Regions from separate parts of the Mus musculus genome. Here regions 1, 2 and 3 are each linked to region 4. A link is a contact called in public Hi-C, HiChIP or PLAC-seq and promoter capture Hi-C data. All regions are on one chromosome and are shown on one strand. The core of a region is the stretch at or near the end of the contact, and the rest is flanking DNA. Distances in the headings are between cores, read along the strand shown.

What was found. Promoter capture Hi-C pulls out the DNA fragments that hold promoters and counts their contacts. Hi-C and Micro-C count contacts between places; a contact is called where the count stands out from the background. HiChIP or PLAC-seq counts read pairs in DNA pulled down with a chosen protein or histone mark.
Region 1: a contact with region 4 is called in an H3K27ac HiChIP or PLAC-seq map of embryonic fibroblasts, with 3 times the contacts expected there. The contact joins the enhancer-like site here to the promoter of Zfpm2 in region 4. A contact is called at or near these places in 9 of 39 promoter capture datasets (the 3T3-L1 cell line, 3T3-L1-derived adipocytes, embryonic stem cells and 3 more), 5 of 484 Hi-C or Micro-C datasets (Sertoli cells, adipose-derived mesenchymal stem cells and embryonic fibroblasts) and 12 of 115 datasets of contacts at active chromatin or transcription factors (the NIH/3T3 cell line, astrocytes, cardiomyocytes and 9 more).
Region 2: a contact with region 4 is called in a promoter capture Hi-C map of hippocampal neurons, with 2.3 times the contacts expected there. The contact joins the enhancer-like site here to the promoter of Zfpm2 in region 4. A contact is called at or near these places in 2 of 39 promoter capture datasets (hippocampal neurons and liver) and 2 of 115 datasets of contacts at active chromatin or transcription factors (embryonic forebrain and forebrain).
Region 3: a Hi-C map of cerebellar granule neurons shows a contact between it and region 4, with 2.7 times the contacts expected there. The contact joins the enhancer-like site here to the promoter of Zfpm2 in region 4. A contact is called at or near these places in 6 of 39 promoter capture datasets (cancer-associated fibroblasts, cranial neural crest, frontonasal cranial neural crest and 2 more), 15 of 484 Hi-C or Micro-C datasets (the HL-1 cell line, Sertoli cells, adipose-derived mesenchymal stem cells and 8 more), 6 of 115 datasets of contacts at active chromatin or transcription factors (embryonic fibroblasts, embryonic hindbrain, fetal liver and 3 more) and 2 of 9 other capture datasets (embryonic tail and pancreatic islet).

What each region holds. Positions count from the first base shown.
Region 1 is chr15:40,956,758-40,962,277 of GRCm38.p6, forward strand. The region is part of intron 5 of Zfpm2 (zinc finger protein, multitype 2); the gene reads left to right. Among named protein-coding and RNA genes, the nearest start is that of Gm46502, 210 kb to the right of the region's middle. Within about 2 kb of position 1,569, at least 55 of the 459 cell types and tissues checked have an H3K27ac peak or open chromatin away from gene starts, as enhancers often do. A contact at or near this core is called in the NIH/3T3 cell line, adipose-derived mesenchymal stem cells and embryonic fibroblasts, where this site is marked.
Region 2 is chr15:40,277,978-40,283,590 of GRCm38.p6, forward strand. No RefSeq gene overlaps it. Among named protein-coding and RNA genes, the nearest start is that of Gm41311, 62 kb to the right of the region's middle. Within about 2 kb of position 2,689, at least 8 of the 459 cell types and tissues checked have an H3K27ac peak or open chromatin away from gene starts, as enhancers often do. A contact at or near this core is called in hippocampal neurons, where this site is marked.
Region 3 is chr15:40,359,676-40,365,017 of GRCm38.p6, forward strand. No RefSeq gene overlaps it. Among named protein-coding and RNA genes, the nearest start is that of Gm41311, 19 kb to the left of the region's middle. Within about 2 kb of position 2,751, at least 13 of the 459 cell types and tissues checked have an H3K27ac peak or open chromatin away from gene starts, as enhancers often do. A contact at or near this core is called in the HL-1 cell line, cerebellar granule neurons, cerebellum and 1 more, where this site is marked.
Region 4 is chr15:40,652,976-40,658,856 of GRCm38.p6, forward strand. It overlaps Zfpm2 (zinc finger protein, multitype 2), which reads left to right and starts at 2,067. Exons shown (of 8, transcript NM_011766.5): 1 at 2,067-2,608. The coding sequence starts at 2,569.

The DNA.
Region 1 (5,520 bases), core at 319-2,818, 300 kb after region 4:
AGGAAGGAAGGAAGGAAGGAAGGAAGGAAGGAAGGAAGGAAGGAAGGGAAGAGATATTAATTGATGGGTTGGATAGATGACTTGCTGCAAATCACTGCAATAGGCATATCACATAGAAGGTTTTCAAATAATGAATATCATGAATTGCTGTTCCTTTTTTCTTTCTGGCTGTTGAAGGCTACTCACCAGTGTTGAATTTATAAGACTTATACTTGACCTGCAATGAACCCTTTAGTGCATCATTTCCTCTCATCCTCTGTGACATACCAGATATGTGTCTCTGTTTTACAAAAGATAGGTAAGAGAACTAGTTAGGTAAGTTGTGGATTGTGGTCATGAAGCTGATAAACGTTCATTTAGCATAAGGTTTATTTCTACACACTAAAAGCTATCCTCTCTATAAGAAGCCTTAAGACATTTCATGTTTTCTCCACTTTCTGCATGAGATTGGGAGAGACCAAATAATGTTCTGCAGTCATACAACCTAACAAATAGAGGCAAACTTTAATCCAGGTCCTTGCTACTCCAAACCCTGTGTTCTTTGTGCAATATGATCCTACCTTTCTCTATCCAACCATTTCATCATAAGTTCCTTCAAAACAATCAGATCATGATACCCTAAATTCATAAAGAATATATCTTAAAGTATAATATTTCTCCCCAAATATGCTGTAGGATCCTAAAATTAAAGAAGAGCCAATGACCAAATACTTGCTGCATGTTATAATTAGTCTTGAAAACTCACCATGTATGTTGGCAGTAATGCTTGGCCGATTACTGCAGTCATTGAAAATGTATTTTAGTTCTCCTGCAGTTAGTGCCATAACAGTGCTTTCCTGAGTAACAAACTTTGGGAAACCACATCAGGCTACCCAGGTCTCTCCCAAGGCTTCAGAAAGGATTGAAGGTAATTTTGAGTACTCAGATTGACACTGGAGGGGGCAGAGTATCCTGAGTTTCTGTGAGTCGTAGAAAAATATAGAAATAAGTCTTGTGGTTTTATAGGTTCTGACCTCTGTGTGTCTCGGTCCCTCTGTCTATCTATCTCTCTGTTTTTGTCTTTCTTTGTCTGTCTCTGTCTGTCTCTGTCCCTGTATCTATCTATCTCTCTGTCTGTTTCTATCTCTCAGTCTGTCTCTGTGTTTGTCTCTGTCCATCTGTCTATCTGTCTCTCTGCCTGTTTCTGTCTCTGTCAGTCTCTGTCTCTGTGTCTGTCTCTGTTTCTGTGTTTGTCTGTCTCTCTGTCTCTGTCTCTGTCTCTGTCCCTCGGTCCATCTGTCTTTCTGTCTCTGTCTATGTCTGTGTGTGTGTGGTATATATATGTCCATGCAGTATATGTGTGTATGGTGTATGTATAGTGCATTTTTGTGGAGAATAGAGGGTACAATCTTCTTGTATAGCTGAGACTACAGGAATATCCTGGAGTTTAGGAACAGCTTGATCCAGTTGCCCAGACTCTATTTTCAGTCTGCTTCTGTCTTCTGACTTCCCTTCCTTGTATAAGCAGCTAGGAAGTGGCGGCTAGCTCCAGACTTCTTCTGCCAGTACAGTAACACCAGTGAAAACATGACTTTTGAGCAATATAGAAACAGTGACTCACTATGACTCTCACTAGCATTCCTATGCTATGCTGGAAGCCTAAAAGAACTAGCTGGACATGAGCCAGTAGCGTCATAAAAACTAGTAACTTAAATACAGCCTTGGAGCTGTTGCCACAGCACGGGGTTGCCTGTGGCAGTGTCCAGGTACCTGAACATATGGACCATCAGTGCCAAAGTCTTTTGAGCTTTCACTAAGGAAAAAATATAGGTTCCTGCCGACATTTCTGTTTTCCTTATTTGTTTTCCTGCCAAACACACACATACACACACTACTTGTGAATTCTGTGTCAATACCATTACCACAGGACCCAACTATCTCAGAGCATATCATTAAATAAAATATAAATTTTGTATGTATAGCATTTTATAAAAGTGGTTTAACTGGGAAAATTTTAGTAGTGTTTGTTAAAGAATAAAAATAGGCTTCATCCTGTTACTATTGATGACTCAGACTTACTTAAAATACTGTTAAATATAGCTAATGCCAAGAATAAATATAACTATAAAGCTTTTATTTTCTAAGCATCCATAAAATAAGTATTTAAAAGTCACATTTTTGTCACTTACAGCTATTTGACAAGCTGGAATCGTTCTATTTAGCCAAAAGAAAAGATAAGACAGTTTTTGACATTAACATTCCTAATCTGATGTGTTTTTCCTGCCTCAACTATCCCATGTCCTTCCAGAAAGTAATTAGGTCATCCAGACAGTGAAAGGCCAGGTTTGTTGGTCATCTGTTTGTCGCCATTATTCTCAACAGACCCCAGATAATTCTCATTTCCTTATCTCCAGAGGCAACACACTCAACAGCCCCACACTGGAGTTAAAGAGTACACTGCTGGAGAAGTGTGCATGCTCCAATGCTACTAAAACCCACCACCTAAGTACTCTCTTCTTTCCATGGAGTAGGAGGCATGGCTACTTTTCTATGAAAAATATGAGAGAACTAATCGGAATATTCAAAGCTAAACTTTTAGTTTCTTCTGTATGGTGTTTGTTTCAATCATCTCAGTTTCAAAGTTTATTTTCATGCAGGTATTTCTAAATAACTCACTCACTAGGTCTCTGTACTAAGTCAAAATGCCAATCAAAATAATGAAATACTATTAAATAGCCCTCATTTCCCCTTACTACTGATTCTTTTATATGTGAGAGCATGGTATCATTGTAAAGGCTCTACATGAATTCAACGCCAATCACGTACCCTCTCTAGACACTTGTTTTCATAGCCTTCCATGGTACAGTGTTCCAGTGGCTTCTTGGTGGAATTTTTATGGGGAAACACCTAGACTGTCTGTGTGTGTTAAGACAACTGTAATACCCCTGATTACTATCCATTCAACCAAGTCTACCGTTAGGGTAAAAAAAAAAAAAAAAAAAAAGTATGAGTTAGCAGACAATAGCACCAGGCCTTTGTGATGATGTATAAGAATACATGCCTATCTGTTATTTAAGAAGGAACAATTCTATAGCTTTCACTAAGTAGCACTGAGTCTACTTATCTAGCCTTAAAAATATATCATAAACTCGGAGACCTGATGCCTTAAGAAACCATTGACTTTGTTATTAATAGGACACAATGTTTCCCTGTTTTTAACATTTATTTGTTTATTTGTGTACCTGTTTGTATATAATATTTGTGTGAGTGGTATGGAACACATGTGCTATGACACACATTAGCGGTCAGAGAACACATGTAGGAGTGGATTCTCTCATTTTGATCTTTGATTCCAACAACTGAACAATCTTATATTAGTGTGATTATTAATGTGATGATAATATTAATACTAATAATAGCTGTTCATCAGGCATTAAACTTTTTCTACTCTACACACTGTTCTCATTGTTTTCAATCCTGTTTATTATTCCAACATCTGCATGATACAAGCAGAATAATTCTATTCTACAGAGGAGAAAGCTGCAGCTCAGAAGCATGAAACTCAGCAATACAAGTAGCTCCTGTAATAAGAAGCTGGCATTCAGTCTCAGGACTAGTTTCATGACTATTTTTTTTTAAAGAGTTGGTACGGCTTTTGAAGCCACCATTGTCTAGCGCAAGATTATAGGTTATTGTTTTTTCTTTGACATATTGACTAATGCTTCTCAGTGATGTTATTTTTTCTTCCTTTGGTTTGTCTTTGAAGAGGAAATGCTCAAAAACAGAAAGGGCAGCGATCGCACAACCTATGTTAATCAGATTAATATTCAAAGTTCCAAGCTGTACTTGTATACACATTTAGTCATGCAATTAATAAATTAATACTTTACTGATTTTCTTCTCTGTGCTAGGCACTGATAAAATAATGATAGAAATGCTAACGTGATCTAGCTCGGGAAAGAAACTTTCTGTACCCCAATCAAACTGATCAATCTTTAAAAACAAATACTTTTTCTTATCAGCACCATGATTCATCTTAAAACAGAGGGTCTGCTGAAGTTTGTTTGAACATTGTTACAATAGCTTTGAACATTATGATAGCCAGTTTTCAAAGTAGTCTGCCAGCTAGTGTTTAACTTTACCCAGAGGGTCTAATATCATACAAATAATAAACTAATTTTAAAAGAAAACAGTGTTCACCTTTAAAAATGTATTTAAATACTGAGTAAATTAATAAAAAATGTATGAATGTCATCTCATTTTACTGTATTCTTGAAAGAAAGTGAGTGCCTGAACCAAATATTTAGCAGTGGGAATTATAAAATCATAAGACGATTAAGTTAGCTAGTCTTAGAATTCCAATATTGCTTTTTAAATGACTTCAGGATATAGGAGGTACTAAGGTTATTATCTGTTATCTGGAATACAGTGGAATTGTACAACTGGATAATAACCAAACAAACTGACACAATGTAAAATTACATTATCAGTGTGTTAAAACAAAATTGCGCCCTAAAGGAGTCCACATGCCAGCTCAGAGCTGCAGTGTAATTATGCTTAACTCTGATAATTAAAATACAACGGAGATCAACAGAATCATTTTCATTAAGAAAATTATTAATGATGGTGGTATAGCAGTAATTGATTGCAGAGCACCACAGGATAACGTGACGCTGGAAACCCAACTTGTTTCATGATCGTCTGAGGCTTTTTGTGGTTATGTTCTGTTAAAATGGGAAATACATTTTGAGGCATGAGCAGTTTATTATGCCTGCTCTGAGAATCAGTGATTGGGAAAATGGCTGATTTAGAAAATCACAGTTTTGATTCAAAGGGTCATTGTGGAGAGGTTTGCAAGGTCAAGACAAGCGGCCCCACCAATGATGGAGTTATTGTTAACAGAGTTTTCTATTGCAAATAGCAGAATGGCCGCGTGTTCAGCAAATATTGGACTCTCTGCTGTTTCCATTTCTTTCTGTGCATTGCCAGGTTTTACAATTGTGCTAATGGCTTACTAGTATTGTGTTGACCCAAGTCTGCTTACACATTTACAGTTATTAATGTATGTCATGTATGCAAATCTATACTTGTTTTCATACAGATGTCATGGTGGGTTTACTAGTAAATAAGCCTGTAATATATCATTGTTACCTTAATGAGGGAGATGTGCTAACATGTGGTAGAAAAAAATATTTTAAACCCACTTGGATCCATATATGAGTGAAGCTTGTGTCTCTTGAGGGATAGAAACTAAGTTAGACTGTTGGCAAATGATAAGAACTGGGGATATATCAGTGTTATGTGTATAAAAATGAGAAATGAAAAGCAGGGTCTTTGGAGAGGTGAATCACTATCATGTGAGGATGTTAGCTTGTCAGTCAAACAGATGATAATCTTGAAAGCTACCCCCAGAAGTATCTTTGTCAGCTAAACTGAGGGACAACTCCTAAGAGTAAAATTTTTTAGAATAAGACATCCTAAATAGCTTTTTAAACATCATACAGAATAGATGAAGTTGTTGCCTTATAATGCTAGTTGAGA
Region 2 (5,613 bases), core at 1,439-3,938, 370 kb before region 4:
TTAGCTCAAACAGCTCATGTAGAGATAGCTGTTAAGTTGTTCTATGACTGCTAGACTTTAAAATCTACTTTTTAAAAATGCTATTCAGTGAGTAAGAATTTTAAATAGTATATTCATATTCAAATTCCACCATGTCCAAACCAAAGGTTATTTATGGATATGCTTGATCTGGCAAGGAGACCAACTAATGTTACTTTTGCTTCTATGGTGAGTCAAAGATTTAAAAGGTGGGTGGATTTCATAGGCTAAAATTGTATATTAGCATAAGATTTTTGGAAGGTGGATGGAAAAATCTCTGACATATTTGACATATTTGACTGACATCTTTGTTTGGTTGCAGTTGAGGAGGACAAGATTTTTAACAAATTTCCAGATAGAAAGAGGCCCCTGGTGGCCTATGAACAGTGGGATCAAGAGACTATGTTACAGATCTTTATTGTTAATTACGTTAGTTTGTGTATATGTGTGCTTTGTCTGTATATATGTTTGGAAAGTGTGTGTGTGCATAGTAGGCATAGAGGCCAGAAGGAAGCATTTGACCACCTGGAAAGGGAGTTATAGACAGTAGTGAGCCACCATGATGGTTCTGGGGACTGAAACTGGATCCTGTGGAATAGCAATAATGTTCTTAACTGCTGAAGCATGGGTCCATCTCCAAGAGAATCTTTGGATCCTGAGTCTAAGTTGGCGCCATGGAGTTTTGCAATGTAATTAGACAGCATTGAGTTGTTGCATTCCTAGACAGTAGGACAAGTTGTGACAGTGTTGGGCCAGGGAACAAATCTCCCTCCATCTTATTGTCTCCATACAATGGAATGGTGAATTAGATGATATCTCAGTCTTTTGATACTCTTAAGCCTGGGACTTCATGATGACTCTTGTCACAGACAAGTTGATTACATCATATTTGTCAATTCATCATGGAGATGAAGGTTGATTTTTCCCCCCTTGTGGGTAATTAGAGGTTGAAATCATGTTATGCCATGAGCCTTGCAAAGGCGTACATTTACTGAATTATGAAATTCTTTATAATAAGCAACCATCCTCTGTTCTTCAAAGATGACAGCTTTGGAGGAGGAATTATCTTTCCTAGCATCTGTGTGTGTGTATCCAGAGACTGGTGGGGTGAGCCTTCCTCTTCATACATCTCTGGAGTAAGGGCTCTTCTTAGATTGTGTACACATTCTTGCCTCTCAGACCCTAAGGCCATTCATGACCCTGCCACTTCAATGTGCAGTCGGCTGGAAATTTTTATTCAGAGGAGCTGCTTTAGGCATAGCTGCTGCCAGGCTGATGCTTCTTGCCCAGCTGCCCCATCTATGCCCCAAAGTTAGACTCTGTGCCCTAGCACAACCTGGATTCTTCCCTGCATATGGTTTCTTCACTTCAGTTCACTAGACCACTGCAGCACAGTCACCTCTGGCCAGATAGGACTGTCATTATTTTAGAAAATTTACAGTGCTCCTATTTTCATGCAAATTATGAAAAATGGATGCTTAACAATATTTTGAGCACTGGTATTTTGATAGAGCCTGTGTGCAATTCACAAAGCAGGCATCTCCTTACTCTGCTTTTGAGAGTGGATAGATATCTGATCTAGGTACAGAACGAGAAGGCCTAATGTTGACTGAGGTCATACTATATGCTTAGTGTAGGGCCATGTTCTTCTCATGCATAACAAACCACTTAATCATCAAAATTACTTGGATTGATACACTGGAACTAATTATACTCCCATTTTAAAGATGAGAAAAATGAGGCATAGGAAGATTAAAGTCACTTGCCTGGGGTCATGTATAGAATAATTACATGTGCCAGTAGTGCCATTAGAGTTGATGAATGGGCAGGCTTTCATTTTTAATTTTATGGGATGGCTGTACTTTTTCAATTTGAAAAAAAAAAAAAGGATTTTGAGCACCTTCATCTCGTTGTGCTTTTAATAGATCATCAAAATGATTCGATAATACAACAGAGACTTAGCTACTATGAATTATCTACTTAGGAAGACTCTTGGTTACAAGGATGTTTAAGCATCAGACATCGTTAAGTTTCAAGATGATTTGCTCCAGTAAGGAAAGGGAAGTATGTTGTGATTTTATATCTGGTGATTTTTATATCATGGTAGCTTGGTGGCCTAAATTGATAATATCCTGAATTCTGTCTCTGTGACCTTGCAGAGGTTTTTGGGATTGTTTTGGGTTTTGTTTGTTTGTTTGCTTGCTTGTTTGATTGCTTGAGACAGGGAATTACCTTATAGCCTTGGCTGGTCTGGAACTTGCTATGTATAATAGGCTGACCTCAAACTTTGTGTTAAGCCTCCAGAGTGCTAATTTAAGCCATCCATTCCAAACCTCCATGTCCTCTCTGCATTATGAGATCCTAGTGCTAGGCTTACATGTGTGTGCTCCCATGTCTGGTTTTGAAGGTTTTCTTTGAAAGATTATTTTCAGTGAATAAAGAGGCAAACCATTGCTTCTATGGATCATGCATGAAGCAGTGAGGAGCATATCATATTTCTATTTTCCCCCTCTCTAGCTGTCCATCTGTATGCTGGAGACCATGAGTAATTTCACAGAGAATACTATCTGAGCATTTGGGGATGCATCATGCAGATGGTATACCTGACTCCCTTTCACATATGGTCCTTCCCCAGAGAGCTGGTCTGAGCAACAATTTTCCTGAATCTTTGCAGGCATGGGCTTCAATGAACATTCATGAATTGTTCATAATTGTGTGGTATACAACTTGGTAGAGGCACACATTTGGTTTGAATCTTGATGAAGGTTTTTTTTTTAAATCCCTGTTTTTCTGGCATAAAATTCAGAACAGCAGCAATACAATCTGTTGTTTGTTTAGAGACTCTAGCAGAAGGGTGTGTGTGTGTGTGTGTGTGTGTGTGTGTGTGTGTGTGTGTTTGTGTGTGTGTGTGTTTGAACATGGAGGGTTACTCCTATAAAGTATGTTCACATTCCAATACAAATGAAATTTCTGTAACCCAGAGTTACCTGAATTAGCTATCATCATTTGGGAAGAAATTGAACTTTAGAATGAATTAGTTAAAGTTATGGTCTTATTGTAGGACACGTAAACACAGCAGAAGGGGGAGGGTCTTCTCTCAGTAGGAGTCTTTTGGACTTGGCTTCAACAGTTCTAACTTTTCCTCTACCATTCTCACCCCTCTGGTTTTGGAAACTGAGCGTTGTTGGAGAGAAAGCAAGCCTCTAAGCTGGAGGAAGAATTGCCATAGCAACATGGCAGTGAGCTCTGCCTACAAAGGTCTCCACCATGCTTGGCTTTGGGTCTTGGCCCAAGAAAAGGACTGTGTGAGTTGTCCTCAACTTCTACCCCCCACTGCCCAGTCAGCTGTGACTGTGAGCTTCTCTTCTTCCCCAGGTAGACTGTCTCCCAGGCCTTAGCATACCTCTGTAAACTTGATCTTCCTTTTTCCCCCCACAATGCCAGAGATACTCAGTGCCAATTTATTTACATGTTTCAGATTATGGGCCAGACTTGCATGAGGCTTGGTTGGCAGCCACCTCCTGGTTGCAATTCAGTGCTCAGGGGAAGAGTTCTTTCTGATTGAAATGACACTCAGAGGAGAAAAGGCTACAAGCCTAGAGGGGATGGGAGGCTGGAACAGGACAAAGTGGATGGGGGCTGCACTTTCATATACAAGACTGGAGTTCAAATCCACTTCTTAGAAATATCACAGAGCTAGTCCCCTCCCCCCATAATTGAATAACAGATACATTTTACAATGCAAATGATCTCAGTAATGCAATACTGAGTCAAAAATAAGACTTAGATCACCTACCTCACAATCAATTTCAAACCGAAGCAATGGTATCTATACAACCTATGTTTGGTTGTGATTTTGAAAGACAGTGTTTGTGTGAGCATTGCACATGTGTGTATAGAAGAACAAGCCATGCGTGGTTACCTGAAAACAAGGACTGGATTGTGTATGAGAGTGGAATTATGAATATCCATTACTACATTTAACATACATAGATCATTAAAGTAAGGTGGATATGCCTGAGCCAGTAATGTTGGTAATTTCTGAGACACAATTATGGTTAAATCATTTTTGTATATTTGAGGGCTAAAAAACCAAATTGCAAATGAAACACTCATGAATTATGTTTGTCAGGCATCCAGGTTTCCCAACCCTTAGTCACCTTCCCTGAAAAGTTAAAGGTTTGAGATCATTCAAATCTCCATCTGTTTTAGGCAGGAAAGCAACAAGGATGGGAAAGGCTGCCTATCTCTGACTGTATCAGAGCTTCAGCCCTGATCACATAGTACTGTAGGACCAGAATTACCCATGTGTTCCTCGTCACTGATATTTTGATGTTACATGGTAATATCTGAGGTCATCACATATGGTGTTAATTTACTCAGTTATAAGGATCCTTGTGAGCATAATAGAAAGAACATCAATCTAAATATAAAGGCTATGAGTTCTCTCATGGGGCATAGTACCTTCCAAAGACAACAAGAGAACCCCAATACCAGGAATGAGAAGTCTTCTTTTGAGTGTTGTTCAGGGTTGTCCCAAAGACTCCTAAAACATTACAGGCTATTTCTGTTACCTTTGGTTGCCTCCCCAGAGATGGAAGTTAAGTCCCTGTTGCTGAAGACATCACACACATCAGGCACTGGACTGTACTGGCTAGTTTTGTGTCAACTTGACACAGCTGGAGTTATCACAGAGAAAGGAGCTTCAGTTGAGGAAATGCCTCCATGAGATCCAACTGTAAGGCATTATCTCAATTAGTGAGCAAGGGGGAAAGGCCCCTTGTGGGTGGGACCATCTCTGGACTGGTAGTCTTGGGTTCTATAAGAGAGCAGGCTGAGCAAGCCAGGGGAAGAAAGCCAGTAAGTAACATCCCTCCATGTCTTCTGCATCAGCTCCTGCTTTCTGATCTGCTTGAGTTCCAGTCCTGACTTCCTTTGGTGATGAACAGCAGTATGGAAGTGTAAGCCAAAAAAACCCTTTCCTCCCCAACTTTCTTCTTGGTCATGATGTCAACACTCATAATACCAGAAGCCACCATAGGAACTTCCAAAGGAAGGAAACAACCAACAGTCCTACCCAGCTATGAATCCTGTGAACCATAAAAACAACTAGCATGGCACAATAAACCCAAGGATGCAGTAGCAGCACACATACCTTGATGGAAACCAACATCTCTCTAATTAGACTTAAGACACACTCAGCAAGAGGGAAACCACACCTGAGACTGGAAACCTAACCAACTACCCAGGGCAAGTCAAGTCAGGGATCTTGAAGGAGAACCTTTAATTGCATTTTATTAAACCAGCTTAAACCTTAACTACAATTCAAAATACTTGTCCTTATGTTCACAGATAAATATAGTCTTTACCTAAAAAATGTGGTTCATTTACACAATGGAATACTCTTCAGCTATTAAAAACAAGATCATCATGAGTTTTGCAGGCAAATGTATAGAACTAGAAAATATCATCCTGAGTGATGGCAACCCAGACCAAAAAGGACATGCATGGTGTGTACTCACTGATAAGTGGATATTAGCCAAAAAGTACAGAATACTGAGGAACAACCCACAGTCCATTGGAAGTGTAAAAAGC
Region 3 (5,342 bases), core at 1,501-4,000, 290 kb before region 4:
GGAAATGAGGATGAGAGGCGTATGAAATACAGAAAGGTCATTGACCTGATTTAAGAAGGGAAATAGTGGGAGTCTTTAACATTTACTGTTTAGTAAAATACTGTCAAATGCTTATTGACTTTTAGGAACACTAACCATAGGGATTTGTGAGAACTATGTAGAAATGTAGTGATAATGGAACCAACTTGGGGTCATTGCTAGCCGCACATTCCCTTCCTAAATGAGGCCTATGGAGTGATGGGCAGGAAAGCTGAAGTTGAAGTGTATCTTTGGTTTCAGAAGAGATTTATTGGACAGAATAATTTAAGAAATGTTGGGTCAGATAGAAAATGTAAGCTGCATTAATTTATCCAAGATAGGCTTTTATCTCACATTAATGGTTGAAATTTTAAAATTTAATCTATAGTAGTCTTGTACTGTATTTCAGTTTAACCAACAGGACAATTTTTCCCCCTGGAATTAAAGATAATGCAATAGTGCCTTATCCTGTGCACTAGGGAGAGATGAACTCTTAGTTGGTCAACTCTTGGATTCTATGGCCTGTTGTGACATATTGCCTTTCTGTGGCTTAGTCCTTTTCAGTCTCATAGAGTCTGGAGAGAGCAGATCAGGTGCTCCTGGTAAAGCTTTCGATGTTCAATGATCCAGAACTGTGTGGTGTCTCTGTGGTACATACCTTGGGAAGTAAACACTAGCATTTAGTGCTGTTATGGCTGTTGACTATGATAGCAGACAGCAGAGCATCCATTGTTCATGTTTCTCTTTCCTGGGAATTGTTTATTGCCTTCTCCAGTTCCTCCCTGTAGCTGATGATGAAGGTAGACCTCCAGATGGCATGGTTTGAATTGATCCATTTTTTCCCCTAATTGCTAGGGGGGAGTGTTGGTTCTCTAAGTTCACAATTGTTGCTGCTTCTGTAGAACAAACTGTCCTCAGCGGAAGGAAACCAAAGGAAACATACCGGGGATCATGAGCCTGACTTTCAGAGGTAGTGCAGAACGAAATGACTGACTTACAGGAGAGGCAAATGTTTAACCTTGACCTCAGAGTGGGACCTATTACACACAATGATTCCCTTTTACAAAGCTTTCTATGGTCTGAGGCTGAAGCTAGGCCATGTGTCTGTCTAGATCCCCGTGTTTCCTGTTCTACCTCTCTCTTCCTCTCCCCTGTGATGACATCCTCTGAATCCACTTCGCACAGGTATTTCTCTCTGCATCTCTGTCTCTAGGGAATTGGGGATAAAGTACCCAGTCTTTCCTTTTATATAATGTCCTCTTATTCATCTCTTTTTCCACCTCTCATCATGAAAAATAATAATATTACCTTCAGCAAAATAGAATTCTAGACCAATCCTGTCTATAGGATTTCCTTAAAGGAAATTTCAAACGTTGACATTGAAGTTAGCTTTTGGCTCAATTATTGCTTTCTGGTTGGGTTTTAAGAGTTACCTGAGAGGTTTATTGAAATTCATATTTATGAGATTATTTTGGATTTGCAGAGCCTAGGTAGTGAGACTCTAAAGTCAGTATCTTGTCAGCTCTTAGATGCCTCCCTATGGGTAGAATGGGAAACACTTGGGATGGGATATGGCCACACTGAAGGCAAAGTTCCAGGTTTGATGTATTTGAAGGCTACTGAACAGAGCATTAAAATATAAACATAGAAATATAAAAACATACACACAATTTTTCCAAGTCCAAGAATTCTATTCCAGTCATATCTCTTGAAAAAGCACAGCCAACATTTCCTCACTCTTGCCTTTTAAACATTGTTCAGGTTCAAGGTCAACTCGACTTTGAGAAAGAAAGTACATCACGGGGCTACTGAGCAGCGACTTCAAATGCCAATTTAATGCAAGAGCTCTTCATCCTGGCACACTAGAAGTTGGTTACTTATTTGTTTGTCTGACACTGTGACTTTTGCGACAAAGAGACAAGATACAACCGGAACGGAATAGCTGTGGTAGACAGTATCTCACCAGCAAAAAAAAAATGGAATAAAAAGAATTCCTCTGTTCTGGCAGTAGACATCTTCAATGCTGTCACCTAATGGGTGCTGACATTGACCTAAGTAACTGTGAAGATACTGAATTGGGATATGATACGATTTGTTTTCTGAAGACAAACGTCAGAAAGATCTAGGTGCTCTCAGCAAGACTTTCGCAGTCTGAGTCTTTCTCATTCTTTTGTGGCTCTTAGAAAAAGAGAAACACCAAGAAAAGATATTTTTTATAGGGAAAACGTTGCTTGCCTTCATCTAACATTTGGTTGAATCTGATCGTAATTCCCTTGCTGCTCCTCTTGCAGGCCAGTCACAAAGCTTTGACTTTAAGCCACACTCATAGCAAGCGATTCCATATGGGCTTTTGCTGAGCAGTAGCTGTTGTTGGCTTCTGTGTGCCAGTTAGAGATGGCTTTGAGGTAAGTCAGTATCGTACGAAGGGAAGAAAATTAAACTGATTTAGGCACCAGTAACTGCTAGCAAGCAATGTACAGTGCTGTGGCCATTATGTCCCCTATAGAAACAGGCGCTCAAACCAAGTTGTTCTCTCCGGGAGAAATCAAACCTTGCATCTGGGCTCTCCAGCCTCCAAAATTCACATCTCAGAAGGATGTGGGATTGTCAGCATGAGAAGGTGAAGCGGGCCAGGAATAATTTCCAGAGCTCTGCTTCCAGCTCCGTGATACCTTTCCACCTGGGTAAGCCATCTGAGCTGGGCACAATGACCCTGCCATCTGCTGTATCCCTCTGGGTAGCAGCCTGCCTTTTGCATACGCTTTTCGCTGGAGGAGATCTGTTGGCAGCTCTGGGGACCTTCTGAACTCACCTGAGAAGGCTCTGTGGACTCTGTAGAAGAGCATGTTTTAAGAACAAGATGAAAGGGGAAGGGAAATGAAATTAGAAAAGGAAAGTGCTTTCTGCTTTCCCTTGAGCAAGACCCTTTCTATTACCAACTGTCTTTCAGGAGGCAAATACAAAAAGTTGGATTCACAACACTGTTAAAACACAAGTAATGTGCAAGTGCTATAGTTAAAGAAAGTGCCACTCCCCTTCTCCCAGTGACAATGTTTAGGTCACTGTTAAGTCAGACCAAAGCTGAGAAATCAATACATAGGTATTTAATTGCCTCTATAAGAGAGCACATCGTTTGGAATACTGCTTAGTATAACACTTTATGTGTAAAATACATTTGTGTGCATGTGCATCCAACTTCACATATAGGCATACTCATATTTTATGTATGCACATATGCTTCTGTGTCTGTACAGTATGCCTACATGTCTAAATGTCAGTGCTTTGTGGCTATACATGTGAATGTGCATGCACATAGACATTTGTACTTATGTGCCTGTATAAGAATATGGATGTGAACAAGGGCAGGTGAACATGGGCTTTTTTTACTTAATAGTCATAAACAAGTTGTTATCCAAGGCCCAGGATTTTTCCTGACCACTGCACACATGGGAAGTACAAACATTCTATTGGCTTTAAAGGAGATATGTATCCCATATCTGATTTCTCTCTGGAACTCTGTTTACTTGAGAGTTCAAACTTTGTGCCTGTCATTCACAGATCCAAATTACCTTTCCAGTTGATCTCCTTCCCTCCCACATTCACCCTCCAAAGCACAGGGATTATTCACTCTCCTTGTGCACGCCACGCTTCTGTGACTTTCCTTCTTTTCCACCCTTTACCTACGTTACTTTTAATATGAGCGAAATGCTAGTGGCTTTAACAAATACATTTCAAAACGCCAATAGAAAAAAGTTTCTGTATTCTTTGTAGTCAGCAATCCTTTAGGTATCCTTGTCAGCAGGAAGAATGGGAAGTTAGGGCAGAGATTACCGCTTCTTTATGCCAAAGATCTCCTATCATTTTCATTCCATCCACTGTGAAAAACAGCAAGACGAACATGGGGGCTGGGAAATATTGTGTCTGGTAAGGCAACAAGTGAAGATAGCTCAGGGTCTAAAAGCGCTTACTGCCAAGCCTGACAACTGGAGCTCTGTCCCTGGAACCCAAGTGATAGAAGCTGTTCTCTGGCTTCCAAATGTACGCTGTGATATAAGCATCTGCGTGTGTATGGGCACACACACACACACACACACACACACACACACACACACACTTACATGCATGCACACACGCATGCAGCTACTCCTTTGTTGGCCACCATAGTTTCTTTAGTGGAATAAGCCTGGAGTGAGAAACTAGGCTGTTCCAACATAGAACCAAAGGCACAAAGTGGCTACTGATCATCTCTCCCGCTGCAAGCTCTGTGTGGGTACATTGCACTTATTTTTTAACAAGTATCAAGCAGAGAGCCCAGCGTAGGGGAAGAGGGTATGCACCTTCTCTATTTGTTGAATAATAAACTGGTGAATTAATAAACCAACCAAACTGATTGGCTGAGGAAGTGATCACTTGTCTCTAGATAGTATAAAACATGTTTTTCTCTCTTTTCCTGTCTTAACTGATGTGAGATCTTCCGTTTGTCCTATTGCTGAGCAGACAGAATGATCATTTTGGTTTAGTGGTTTGTAATGTTGGCTTATGTGCACTGGGAAGTTCCCCAAACTTTTCTGAGCATTCCAATTCTCTTTGTCTTCTAAGGATGTGGGGACAGTTTCCTGCTTCCTCCCACCCCCTTGACTTCATGACTCACACAATCTATATTTATTCGTCATCCACAAGGAATCTAACAGGCACTTAGGATTTCAGGGATGGCAACAGTTCATGAAACACCCCAGAGAATGACAGGTTTATTAAACTAATGCCTCAACTGTACTTTCAGAATGATATGGGCTGAGAGAGTTCTTTCCTAGTAACCTCCACAGCAGGCAGCTTCAAGCTCACAGAGTGCTTACATGCCTATGATCTCATTTGGCTTTCTCACTAACCCATTTGGTGATGGAAACTTAGGAATTTATCAGCTCATCTAGGATCAGAAAATCATGAACACTGTTTTGCAGTTGGTCCCTCTGAGTGAGCCCATTATCATATTTGTCTTTACTGTAAACTGTGATTATGATTCTGCTGGGACTTGAATGATTATTCCTCTATCACCCTTTTTGTTTCCTTTTTCTTTTTCTTTTGCCTGTGGTGAAACTCATGCAGAGGGATTCAACTGCTACAAGAATTCTTTATTAGACATCTATGAAGCATATTTTATATTCTGCTCTAAGTGGCAGGGCACCACACTCTAAGCAGCACAGTCATGATCCTTGTCCCCTTTGGGCTCATTGTCCCATGGAAGATAATGGATGGGATTCAGAAAACAAAAATCCAGATTCTGCTTTTATTGTTGTAAGGTGGCAGCAGCATACCCCATTCCAATG
Region 4 (5,881 bases), core at 817-3,316:
TTATTTTATCAACCTTTCCTTAAATATTCTGACTTTTATTTCTTTCAGCTTTTAAACTGAATATTGAGGTCTGATTTATTGGTATCTCTTTTGCTTTGCATATTTAACCATTTCAGATGCCAAAAGAAACACTAAGTGCTGTATTATTTTAATTCCAGGGGACATTCCTTTTGGGTGATGTAAGTCAGCCAATTCTATGAAAGATCTATGAAAACAGTAACGTACAATAAATCCAATTCTAAGATTCTGTGCATGCCAATTCAACTATAATGATTTGAGAATGAGGGGGCTAAAAAGCTCCAGTCTCTGTTTTTTAACCCCCCCACACACACACACACACAAATACAAATAACCTTGCTTTTCATGGTACTTAGGATCATAATTTGTTGGCCCTTGCAGGCAGGGACTTGGTCATTAACTGCCTTTTCCGTATCAAGGACCATGTACTGTACTGTCATAACCTCATATGGTCATATAGCTAATGTGATGTAATAAGACAAGTGGCCTTCAGCCTTGTGCTAAGATTTGCTCAGCCATACCTTTCATGAGGTAACTCTTTACACCTTTAAAAAGATGTTCTGATGGAGTAATCATCAACACTGAGTAGAGTGCCTTTTGTACATGGAGCCTCCTGCCATCCTTCACTGTGCTCAATCAGCCCAGGCTCTGTGCTGATCCCAGACCCTCTTAGAGCATCATCTGGTGATGCTCACACGGATGCTAGTCAACCAAAGAAAGAGGACACAATTTCAGGTCAGAGTGGACAAGTTCATAGCCTCCTTGGGGAAACTGGCAGTATCTAGGGAATCCATGGCAACTTCACAGGAGTTTATTAGTAAATAATGATACATAAAGTAGCTGATTCCACACAACCCCATCCCTTCAGCACACCGGAAAGAATTGCATTTTGTACTCACCCTATGCAAAACTGTGGGAACCTAAGCTAACCTTGCTCACCTTAATTTTACAAAAACAATCCTATGCAATCCCCTCAAAATAATGTTCTCTTGTGCCTTACCATTTCTCAAACCGTAAGCATACATTGAATAAATAAGAAAGACACAGAACTCAATAAACCAAAGAACCAGGAAATAGTTGTTGGGTCTTACCTGATTGAAAAATTAGGACAAGATCAAATCTTTTATTAGCTCCACGGTGCTTCCCTGTGGCAGAACTAGGAGAATGGAAGGTCATGGGGGCAGGGTGGAGCTGCAGAACTTCCACAGACTTCATAAAAAGTTAGTATTTCCTATTAGAGATGATAGTTCCCTTCCTACCTACAACGAATAATCTAGCTAACCTTCGTCCTTTTGGATGTGAGAAAAATATCTGCCTGACTTCCGATTCCGGGATTTTACTATTTCAAATGGAAACTCAAGCAAGATGCAGAAAAGCACTTTGAGCGCAGCTCATCACCCGACTCTTGTGGGCCTAGTGGGGGATGGTCCGGGTCCGCAGCAGTCTCCTGGGAACTCTGACAGCGATGAAATGGTCTCCTGAGAGCCCAGGCAGATGAGAGGACTTAACGGGCCCCAAGACACACAGTTGGCATTTGTGATCAGCTGGCTTTCGCTGGGGACTTTGCCAGTGGCCTAACCTTCCTGCCAAGAAACTGTGAGGGCGGAGGGCAGGGGCTCCAGGAGGGGAGCAGTAACTGGAAGCACAAAGTTTATGGAAGGAGACTGAGATTTCTTTGTGCCCTGCTAGATGGGCGAGGCATTAGGGAGGAGAGTTAGAGGGTCCATTGGAAGAGGCTGTTGGAAGAAGTTGCTGGAAGGGGAGCGGGGGAAGGGTGGCCTGGCAGCTGCCCAGCATTGACGCGGTGACAAATGCAGAAGGTGGCCCCCTCCAAACCTCACGTCTCCCCCCACCCCATCAACCCCTTCAACTCCCACCCACGCCGCGATCCCCTTGCACTCCACGCGACCGAGGCCGGGCTGTGAGTTTGCATCCGGACTGGCTTTGGATGCAGCCAATCCTCCTTTCGCTGATGGCATAGTCTCCCCTCCCCACAGCCCGGGCGCGCCCCTCCCTCGCGCGCCTCGCCACCTCCCGCAGCAGTGCGAGCGCGGCGCGGCCCGGAGCGGCAGCGGCGGCGCCTGAGTCTCTGCCCGGCAGCCGGGGACACGGAGAGCGAGCGCGCGCCTCCTCCCGCACCCTCCGCCCCTCGCAGCCCGGGTCCCCCTGCGCTCTCTCCTCCCCTCCCTCCTTCTCTTCCTTCTCTTACCCCTCCACCCCCTTCTTCCCCTTTTCTCTCTGCCTGGCCGATCGCTCCTAGATTCCCATCCTCCCCCCCACAGCCCCATCGCTCTATCCGTCGCCCCCTCCCCTCTTCCCTGTCACACTCTCTCTGCCCCTTGCTCGGCCTCTCATTTGCTTGCTCATCTCCAAACGTGGATCCGCCGCTCCCGGAGGAGCCTAGCTCCGGGATCCCGAGCGCACGGAGCACCTGGAGTCCGACCGGCGGCGGCCCGAGCCTGCCCAGAGGCAGAGGCGGCGACAACCCAGGGAACCGTAGCGGGAACCGCAGACACCGCAGGAACCCCAGCGGCAGCGGCCGCGGCCGAAATGTCCCGGCGAAAGCAGAGTAAACCCCGGCAGATCAAACGTAAGTTTGCGCGCGGGACTGGGAGTTGGTGGGATCGGTTCCTGGGAGAGGGGCGCACGCGGAGGGAAAGATGGGAGACACTCGGGGAGATCCGCTCCTAGTCCTCGAGATTTGTCAAACTTTGCAAGCTATCAGGGAAAACCAGACGGCCGCAGACAGATGCACAGCCAGTTGGAGCGCCGGGCAGCCGCAGCCCAGTGTTTCTCCAACCTTCGCGCTCCCGGGTTCTCGGTTATTTCAACTCTGGTTTGCTGCAATCGTCGCCCTTTTTATGCTGAAATCTAACAGGACAATCCGCTCCCGCAGAGCTTAGTATGATTGTTGTCCTTGTTGTTGTCCTGGCGGTTGGCCTACCACTCTTGGGAGCATGTCTTGGTAACCCGGGATGAAGTTCTCAGAGCTGGTGGAGGCCACCGGGCTAGGGAGGTAACTTCCCCAGTGCGGTGGAAAATCAGTGTCTGGGGACCCAGTCCTGGGCGGTACCAAACGCTTTGCCAAACCCGAAGTGAAACAAAAAGTAGGTGTAAAAGTTCGCGCCTCTGTTGGAGACAGCCGCGCACCCCCTCCCTGCCTGCCGCGCACCCCCTCCCTGCCTGCCGCGGTATTGGGCTGCACCCGGGGACTTCGGGTGGGTCCCACTCACGGCGCCTGGACACTGTGTAGGGCGGGCTTCAGTTTGCCACTGGTCAAGGAGCGGAGTCCCCACTGGGAGGGGCCTCCTTTGCTTCTGGGCTCACAGGATTTGAGTTCAAGGTAGCCCATACTCTGGTGCTGTTCCTAGTTCCTGACCCCTACCCCTGGGTCCCTGGGTGCGGGTCCCTGCGGTGCCAGAGACACCTGCCTGCCAGAAATCCACAATCTCACTAAATTCTTCTAGGCCAACTTTTTTCACCTTAGGAAAATTATTCCTGTGTGTTCGATAGGCCTGCAATATATCTTCAATCCTTTAATCTAAAAAAAGTTAAAGGCCTTATTAATTTGAAGAAGATGATGATGATGATAATAATAACAATAATATTTTATGAGTTCTGTGATGTATTTCTGATTTTCCGTGTTGTTGAGGATCTGGCTACTCGTTTAAAACTAATTATCATGTAATTTTAGTATATTGCTTTAGTATTACCCTTACCTCATAGGTACCCTACATGCAAGTCAGAATTTCTTTTTGGTGTAGTTTAAAAATAAATCTTATCATACAACTTGTCCTTGAGATTGGGGGCAGGCTATACATAGCTTGCTACAGTTGATTATTCAATATGCATAATATAGTACACTCACACTCCCTGCCTCTCAGATGTAATTCCCTGGCTTTAACTCAGTGGATTTCTGTCCCTGTGTGCCAGTTCTCAGTCTAAACAACTTATTTCAAACCAAGGAGTGGACCTCACTTTTGGCGGAAAGCCTACCTAATCCTGTGGCAACACTGTCCTGGAAGACTTTCACTTTTTGGGTTCTCTGTGCCATCTAATTACCTTCTCCGTTTTGATGCTGAGTTGATCAGAGCCTTTTGTTTACATTGTACAGTTTATTGTACCAAATGATGTTTAGTATAAAAAAGTGGTTAGAAACATTAAATGCAAATGGTTTTAGTTCATGACTGTCGCCTAGATTGTTAATAAATAATTAATATTAATTGATTGTATGCTACAAAGACCATCTGATTCTACTTGGGAAGACTTTGTTATCTTCTCAATTAGCTACATTCATTTTTTTTTCTCTTCTATGTCCACCTCATATAATTGAAGATTAAAGCATTGGAACTAATTGCTGATGCTACTCTGTGTTATAGGTCGTAAAACATTTTGCTGGCTTATTTGAGTGGTGTGATTTATTAACTACCAAAAATCTGTGAAAGTTGTTTAATTGGGAAAAGAGCAAATAAATATATTTTATATATTTGTGTAGTTGTTCATAGGCATCATTCTCTGCTGATCTGTTTATACATTTGTAATATCTGTGCATTTTAGGCTTGTCTTGGATTCACTTTGGGATTACAGTGGCAATCTATGCAAATGTGAACTCCTCCTCTCTCCTTCCACTGTTAAGGAAAATGAAAACCAAAAGCTTTTTGAATTGTTAGATGGGAGTAGTGCAATCTCCAAGCTTTTGGGGAGGAGATATTTAAATGTGTTTGATCAGCTCAAAAGTCCCTTTGGCTGCACTCTACAGTTCCCTTGTCCCCTTTTGCTTGTCCAGGAATATGAGGTAGGTGTTTTTGGAGGAAGAAGTTTTTCTTATACTCAAAGTCTTTTCCACGATCTCTCTCTCCCTCCAGTTTAGGATGTGTGCATGAAGTACACTGTTTTCCATTAAAATTAACACAATTTCTTTGGCTATTCTGCATCAATGTTAAGTTTAAGCCATGAGATGAAGATGCTCTGCGAAACAAAAGCATTTCCTGCACTTACGAAAATTACATTTTAAACTTGGAAACATCCAGGATTTGAAAATAAAGCGTTGGTACAGCTGATAAAAACATACCCAGTTTACAGCAGCAACGGCAAGCAAAAGTCAGTTTATACTAGAAACTCTGAGACAGTCAATTTAAAGGACAAAAAGGTTGTTGGGCACAGAGTTTTTTTTTTTTTTTCTTTTTCTTTTTTCTTTTACTGCATACAGTTCCCTGCTATCTAAAATTGTGATTTATGCAGTATTTTAATATTTTGCTTATTCTTTCCCCTTGGGTGCTCTCCGGGCAGCGATAAAAAGGCGACGCTGAAAGAGCACCATTAATTTGCTATGATGACTGGCCAGATAAGAGGAGATAATGGGAAAGATAAGCGGAGAAGATATACCATCAGAAACCCGATTATTACCATTAAAATTCCAGCCCAGCAATCTGCAGAAGCCTGATAATTCCTTCTCCGTTTCCACCACTTTGGATGATAAGGCAAAAAATAGTCACTCAGTGCTCCTTGATTAGACTGCCTGGATTTTCTGATAATACAGTGATAAATTATGTATTTTGCCCCCATGTTTTGTCCCAAAATTCAGATTTTTTTTCCTATTCCAAGACTATATTTTCTACCTTCCTCTCAGAAGCTTTCTCTCATAAGCTATTATTGTAATCCTGGTTTGATAAAAAGCTGTGATAGGACGGGAGGTGTTTGGTGTGGAAGCCATATCATGCTATCAGCCCATCTCCCCACACAGCTGCTCCCTGCTGTTGTTTTTAGCCTTATCACCTCCTGCCAATATGCCAATAAATTGCCCAGATTGTTCTCCATTCTGGGGCTGCACTGCAAAATTTATGACAGAAATGATGATTTTTTT